2 separate regions of the Drosophila melanogaster genome follow, and region 1 is linked to region 2. A link is a contact called in public Hi-C data. All regions are on one chromosome and are shown on one strand. The core of a region is the stretch at or near the end of the contact, and the rest is flanking DNA. Distances in the headings are between cores, read along the strand shown.

Region 1 (4,075 bases), core at 477-2,976, 5.6 Mb before region 2:
CAACGGCGGCGGCGGCGGCAACGACGGCGCGCTCATCGGGCTTTATGCTTTGTGCTGGTCATTCGCAGCTGCTCTCGCAATCGAGAAGTGGAGGATGAAAAGGAGAACGAGGAAACGGATGAGCCGCTGGAGGAAGAAGAGGAGCAAGCGGAGCAGGCTGTAGATTTTTGGAAAGGAAGCAGGATCAGTTCTAACCTCAAAGCGGGAAGGCAATGAAAGCAATGGAATCGAAGAAGGAGGAGTAGCAAAAGTGTAGAGTTCAAGTTTGATTATGAGCTAAAGATTGTGGTCGTGATTGGATTTCAGCCAGAATGGAGCTCCAATTCTACTCCTCCGTCTCCTCTTTCTCCTACACCCATTCTCTTCCACTCCCACTGCATCGTGACTTGGCAGTGGAAACATTGGAAACCCAAAACCTAGCCACACACCCATACCAAAGCAGATGAGGAGTAGGAGGCGGAGTTTGGCTGGTTTTCGGTTCGTTCGTTTTTTTTTTTTTTGTTTGCTTGGTTTTTCGTTTTTGGATGTGGCTGGCCATCATCTTTGGTTGCTTGCACAATCCCCCTTCGATGGGTCTTGAACTCCGGGGCCCAATGCCCACTGCCCAATGGTTACTCGGCATCATCCGTAACCTCACTTTTCCATTCTGTCCAGCGAACGGGTGTGGCCACCGCCTCATCCTTCCACTGACCATTTGGGATCTGTGTGTATAACTGTTAATGGTGTCCAACCACCAGAGCACCGGAGTGCCAGAGCACCCAAGAGAGCGTTCAGTGAGAGCGGCGGACTCGGACTCGGAATCGGAGACCCGGGATGACGACACCGACGGCAGCAATGGCGATGGCAACAGCCGGATTATGTATATACCCGCATCCGCATCCGCACCCGTGCCCATGCCCACACCCATACCCATACCCATAACCACTCACCTTGATGCCGACGCAGTTGTGGATCTTGGTGGACAGCGGCTCCTTGTCGGCCGCATAGCTATTGATGATCGAGATGCATTCGGTTTGTGGGGCGATGCACAGGCGACAGCAGTTTTGTCGCGCCGACCGTTCGCTGTTGCTGTTTCTCGCCGATGTTGCTGTTGCTGCTGTTGGAATGGCCGCTTCAGGGGATGTGGTTCCCGCTGACGCAGTGGCTACCGTCGTCGTTGTCGTTCCAGGCTGTGTCGCTGTGGCCTCCAATGCTACCGATGCTGTTGTTGTTGCGACGGCTGCTGCTACTGCTGCTGTTGTTGTTGTTGTCGCTGTTGCCGCCGCAGCGTCGCACATTTTGTCGCTTTTGTATTGGTCGCCCTCTCGCTCTCTTCTTTGCCGCTTGCTTCTACTTCTCGGTTGAATTTGTTTTTGGGTTTGGTTTTTTGCACGTTTTCACTTTTGTTTCGGTCTGCGTCCGTTCGCAATCGTTCCACACCATCCACATCCACTACTACAATATACTACTATGTGCTATATTATCCGCTCTCCGACGGAAACGACCACGCCGCTCGCGTTTCCCACTTTTCGCACATTGTTCGCACTGGTTCTTTTACTTATTTCGTTGCCATTGATCCTTTGCTGATTCGCAATTTGGAGTTTCGCTCTTGGGTTTCCTTTATCTTCGCCTATTTTTCCACTTCGCTTTTGTTTGGAGGAGTCGCACTGGAAAAAAAATGACCGCTACACTGGGACTGCGAATTGCCGTGGCGTATCTGCGACTGTAAACGGGAAAATGATTTCTGGCGAAAAAAGGTCGTTTTTGGCTAGAGATGGGCACGCCGGGCGAAGCCTGGACCTTACTATCGCTATCGCTTGTGGCAGACGCATGCGTGGTCACACTTACCACTGTACGGCGGTTTTTCTTAGCGGTCGCATACCCGGTCACTCTGGGAAATAACCATCAAAGAAGCCATTTTAATTCGATAAGTCGATCTCTTTGACTTTTTATATCGCGGCTATATAGAATTTCAAAATAAAAGTATGAAAAACTCCACATAAAGATTGTACAAAGATTCTCTATAAAGTGAATCATAAAATTTACTGCATTGAACGTACTTTAGCTTAAATTTCCGTTGATTTCTTATTGGGAAATTAGGTATGTTAAGAGATTTGAATTAAGCAACTACAAAAGTGAATTCTGAAAACTGATTTCCAAATTAAAGAAAATAATGTTTTAATATTGCAGTTACTTCGCAGTTATACCGGGAACATACGAAATTGTGAATGCACCGGCTACTCGATAGCCACCGATATTCCGATTGGAAAGGGCACAGCTATCGACTAGAATCGAGTAATCAAAGTAACAACAGGTTGTTGTCCCGCCCTGGCGGTAAGTCAGTTGATAAATTCACTTCGGCATTACAAAATACCCGCAGAGTGCCAACATCGCGTTTGCCGATACTTAAAGTAATTAAAAGCGTTATAATTGTGCCGTTCTTTATGGTGTATTTGTTTTCGCGCAACATGCGTGTTCTTATTGCTGTTTAACACGTTTCCCTGAAGTGTAGACTTGTGAAATCTTTACTTTAAGTCTCTGCTCCCAAATATTCTCCAAGACAGACGTATTTGTGTGCCTGTGTGTGTATCTGCCGAGAAGAAATACATATATCGTACGACTGGTGGCGGGGTAACCAGCGATAGAAACTTTCGTTTGATATCTTCAGATACAAAGATACAATTGTATCTCGAAATGCAACTACTCACACACACGCACGCACGCACACCGGCACTGACACGTGTTGATGTGCTGCACTTGTGTGCGTTTTACCCATCTGTTGATTGCGACCTTGCTAGTAAATAATTACCATCTAATAAATTATGATACAATAGGAATAGATGCGCCCACCTATGTATCTAATTATGTAGGGGCGTGCACATAAGGCCCATTTTTATGCCTAAATGCCAATCTTCTGACCTATCTATCTATCTCATGTGCGCTTTTAATAGGTTATACTTAAATGAAAGCGATCGAACTTATACTTTTCCCGGAATCCGGGACCATTTCAAAGAATTTCAAGATAAGCGCACTCAAAGTTGTAAGCGATTATTGTCTTATTTTTAGTGGTATTTACGCAAAGTTGTTCGAATTTACTGTGCCAAAATCATAAGTAAAGAAATATATAAAAAGTACAACAACTAATTGCAAAATGAAGCATCAAAATTGTATTTCGCAAATGTTCGAAATATCTTTTCGGCTCTATGTAACTATGAATCCAAAATTCACAGGAATTTTACTTCTGATCCATTTGTAAAAGCATGACTCAATTAGTATACATAGATACTTAGATACATAGATACTTATGTATGCGCACGGGTAGACTTTGTTGACGTGGGTTTGAGTGTAAGATGAATCATCTCGGAGTGAGCAAATGCGTTCTGTTGCCTTGAAAACGGCCCTTTCCGATGATAATGGACCGCAGAAATCGCTGCGGTGGAAATAAAGCCATTGTTCTGGTTATTTGCGCTGCGAGGTGCCATTGAAGTCTTTTCCAAAACGAATTTAACTTAATTTTTTGGTTAAAAATGTATAAAGAGTGGGACAGAACAGACCGTACATGCAGTTGTTTATGTTTATCAATTGAAAAGTTTTCAAGAAAGGCTTTGCAAATGACGAAACAATTGGAAAACAAACCCAAAGCCTTTGTGCAAATAGTTTAATATATTATATTCAGGCCTCACATTTGTTTCCATACCCATTAAGTCAGGAGGCGTCCCTCTGTCTGAAGCAAAAAATTATAAATTACAAGTAACACGCATGACCCGCAGCTATATTGCGCATATATAATATAAGGTAAAAGGGAAAACACAACGTTTATATATATGTATATATATGTATATATATATATATATATGTAGATATGAAGTACCTTGTGGGCCACAAATGGGTGTAGCATACATGTGTACATGTGGCGAAAGTCTACATTGGCGACATTTCAGTGGAACCATTATAAGGTCTCTTGGGACAGTTTACTATATCGCCGAAATTAATTATTTTATTTTAATGTTTTTGCATATTTCATATATCCATATCAGTTGATTTATTTTTTTGGGAAGTTCCCTCTCTAAGCAAAACCGGATGCCTTTATCCCATA
Region 2 (4,038 bases), core at 339-2,838:
ATGAAAACAAAACTATATTCCCAATTACATTGTATAACTGTCTTTTAACCACAAGCAAAACGCTAACACAATCGGTACACGATAACCAATATACTATACATATATCAAATATCCACTCTGTGTATGTTTTGTATCTGCCATGGAATATGTACCCGAAAGTAATCTAGATAACCACGTAAAGGACATAGGACTCGATGTCTAGATGTGTCGTCATAGTTTAGAGGCCCCAGTATTTACTAGCCAGTACTTTGCATTTGTTTGCCTTTATCTTTTACCTTTACCATTGCCTTTAAATTAACCCCTCTGTCCAACCAACGAAATTCAAAAGAAAGGGTTCTTCATTTGATTACCATACCCCTCAGCACGCCCAAAACTCCTAGTATTCTGGCCTGTCCCAGGGTGCTGATTCAAAAACTAGAGATATACATAGGTGTATACATAACATACTAATCTGCGTAAGATGTTTTCCCCATTTCGGTGTAACTAAATGTTAATATTGCTAGCGCTCAATACGAAATTACCGTATACAAGACCCACATACAGCAAATAAAAAGACACAAAAGCTTACTAAATTGTATCCCAAGGCCAAGGAAAATATTAGAAAACCAGATATACAACTAACTCAAATACAATTTTGTGAACATGTGAAAAACAAATCGAAAAGAAATTTACTCAATAAATGATTTTTCGTATATAAGAAGTGCATTTTGAATCAAGTTTTGCGATTATCCTTTTCAACAACGTTTTAAAATTAAGAATATGATATTTTCGAAAAACATTTTTCAGAATAACTTGGCCAAAAAAGGTGGCTCAGCTAAAACGATGACTGTTTTGTGTTGCTTATTAACATTGCTAACAATCTGTAACACTTTCAAACCGAGTTTCAGGAATAATTTTTTTGACCAATTTAAGCAATTTTTCATTAGGGGTACCATCATCAAAATTCGACAAATTACCGATTTTCTCATTTTCGATAACCAAATTTGCAAAAAATGGCCAAAAATTAAAGTTGCCAGACTTAAATACAGTTCGATGAGGAATTTGGAACGATTTCAACGAGGTATGAGATATTCCAATTTTGGACAAACCTTTGATTTAATATAAAAAGAAAACTTTTGTTTTTGTAAAAAAAAGAGCAATTAAAAAACCGCGTTAAATGCAATACATTCAAACTAGTTTTTATCATAGTTTGGCAAAAGGAGGTCGTACAGGTCGTTGTTAATTTCCCAAAGAAGCGTGCAGATTAATTGTAATGAATCCATTATTAAAACATAAAATAGTCTTTAACTTTTGTGTAATTCAGAACTCGCAATAATATAATATATAATATAAAATAATATAACATAATGGGAAAGTCGATGTAAAAATATTTTTAAGGTATTAAAAAATATCGATATTGATGCTTCAATCCCCGCTTGCCTTAATTTTATAATAAAACGTAATATACTGGTTTTAATTACATCAAAAATAGCCATATTTATTTATACTAGCAAAAGTTACCGACAAAAATATCACGAATAAAAACCGAAATCTAGCTGAATATCGATAGATCGCCGAATAAATACCAGTTAAAGCAACTATCGATATGCGGTATTTTTGCAGCTTTCATCCCCAAGTCACTGGGCCCTCGAGACCCCCACCACTTTACGAATTTCATTCGCCAAGTGAGCACGCGGCTTCGTCTGATTCTGCAAAAGAAGTTTTTATTCTGTGACTTTTGTGAGAAGTTATCAACTGAAGGTATTGTGCTATTTTCTATATCTATTACATTTGCGAGGCTCTTTTGCTTAACAAGAAAAGAGACGGTGTGCCCCGTACCTGCCATTGATTTTTTTTTACCCATTAATTCACGTCACCTTGCGCTAGATTCTGTAGTTATGTAATGTGCTAATTTTTTTATTGTGTCGGTGTTGGTTTAAACTAACGTTTTTTTTTGTATGTTCGACAAGCAGTTCCGGTTTAACTGCATCGAAAAGAAATCCCGAAATGGGACTTGAAAATACCCGAAAAGTGCTTACATAACCCTTGCGAAAAATAATTGTGCCGAAATTGTGTTTGCCATCAATTAAACACGTAATAAATTGGGCGTATTAGCAAACTTTTCGGTATTTTATACCCCCAATCCAAAGTTCATTTAGAATACCCAGAAAGAAAATGGAAGAAGCCACGCTGGATCTTTTTCCCATCTATTTCCTTCCAATTTGCAACCACGCTGGAACTGCCAACTTATGCAATAGCAACGAGTTGGCAGGCCGGCTCGTCTGTACGAAAAAATGTTGCACATGAATTGCGATTATATTTCAAAGAGAATTGCACTTCTCTAGAATCAAATTGGCCTGCATTTGCACAAATATATTATTATATACACCAAATGCAGGCTATTCTATAGTAAAACGCGTGGCAATTGATTGTTCTACCGCCCAGTCGCACATGAGTGTGTATGAACACACAGTTGCGAATAAATTCCATGTGCCACTAACGCCCTCTCGCTCACTCCCATGCCAGACACCAGCTGCGCGTGCAAGTACTTATCGGGTGTGTGTGTGTGAAGAAGAGAGAGAGAGTTGGTTTTATTTCTTAAGAGTAATGTAACTATTTCTCTTTGGTTGCCTCCCTTTCTTTTCTGACCTGCTTTCTTTTATTAAAGATAAAAATTCATGCGAAAAAAACGGGTTTCCCCAGTGTTCTCATTTCTTCTATTATTATTCCATTCCCATACCCCTTAAACCCTTTCTGACGTCAATCGTTAATGTACGTATAGTATTCATGTGATTTATTGTTTATTGTAGCCCTTTGTGTGGCCTTTTAGTGCGATTTTGCACTTGGTTGAGATTAGTGTTTATTATTACATATCCCTGGCGAATCACATTTCCAATTCTCGCCCAGTCGGCGGAAATTTTCAGTGTGATTTTCAAGCCGATCCACGCCCTGTCCTAAAACCCCGATTCATCGCACACTGAGCCATAAAAATTATAACTTCGCTGCCGTTTAATTTTGGCAATTAAGCATTTTTGCAGTAACTTTGCAACTGCATTTTTTACGCTCTCTTTTTTGATGGGCAACTAGCTCTCTTTTATTTTTTATGTAATTTTTGTGATAACGGGACCTTGAAAAAGTGTCGTAGACAGTTATATAAATTAACTGTATTAGCAGAAGTGTTTATCTAATCGCTTCACGCATTTTTTTTCGAGCGCCGCCCCTCTTCCGCCTGCGTGAAAGAGACGAAGCGTGAGAGAGAGGGAGAGAGCGGCAGGTGGACGTCAGAAAGCAAAGTCACATGCTAGCAGTGCTGCCAACCCTATCTTTAGAAATAAAGCCAAATGTTATTAATAGCTTAGCAATTAAATAGCTACAAACAATTAATAAAACCTTTCAACTCTTTTCAACTTTTATTTTTATAAAAATTGATAATAGTTTTGGTTTTTGTATTTGAATAAATTGTTCACTGCTGTATATTGAAGTTTTCTAAGCCAGTCCAAGTAGTTCTTAAAACTGAATATCAAAGATACCCCAATTTTGTTGAATAAGGAAGACATGTATTTGGGTGTAATAGAAGTACACTATTCAATCTTCTAGAAATCTAGCTAACAACTAGCTAAACGGGACTATCCGTCTGCTTCGCAGCTGACTTGTCGGCTATTTGCCAAATGTAAATGTTGTGCGTACATTCATTTTGGCAAGCGTTTAGAAAGCGCCGTCGAAAACCTCGAAAGGGGTAAATGAAAAACAATTGGCCATATATGCATTTTTGGTCATGGCCAAAACGAAACAAAAAGTGTTTTCTAATGAGTACAAGTGTGTGGTACAATACTTCCTCTTATGCAACGAATGGCGACATTGAATTCTTGAATTCTCAGCACTGATAAGCGGCGATCTCTCGCCCTCTCTCGCTCGCACACGTGCTGTTGCCAACCGCTAGTTTTTTTTCGGCTCTCTCCGAATTTCGCATACTCTGCATATGCATATAGAGAGAGAACGCTCTCCCCCTCTCTCGCTCACGCTCATCTGTTGCTGAACTTGACGATGGCGGCGACTGCG

The links. Hi-C and Micro-C count contacts between places; a contact is called where the count stands out from the background.
Region 1: a contact with region 2 is called in a Hi-C map of the Kc167 cell line, with 2.2 times the contacts expected there. The contact joins the promoter of hang here to the promoter of sesB in region 2.

Annotation. Positions count from the first base shown.
Region 1 is chrX:16,420,482-16,424,556 of dm6, reverse strand. It overlaps hang (hangover), which reads right to left and starts at 1,726. Exons shown (of 8, transcript NM_167521.3): 1 at 930-1,726. The coding sequence starts at 1,277. It overlaps AnxB11 (Annexin B11), which reads left to right and starts at 2,315. Exons shown (of 8, transcript NM_001272689.1): 1 at 2,315-2,776.
Region 2 is chrX:10,784,508-10,788,545 of dm6, reverse strand. sesB (stress-sensitive B) reads left to right here and starts at 1,588. Exons shown (of 4, transcript NM_001298161.1): 1 at 1,588-1,740. Ant2 (Adenine nucleotide translocase 2) reads left to right here and starts at 1,639. Exons shown (of 4, transcript NM_176725.3): 1 at 1,639-1,740. Imp (IGF-II mRNA-binding protein) reads left to right here. Exons shown (of 7, transcript NM_167253.3): 7 at 1-677.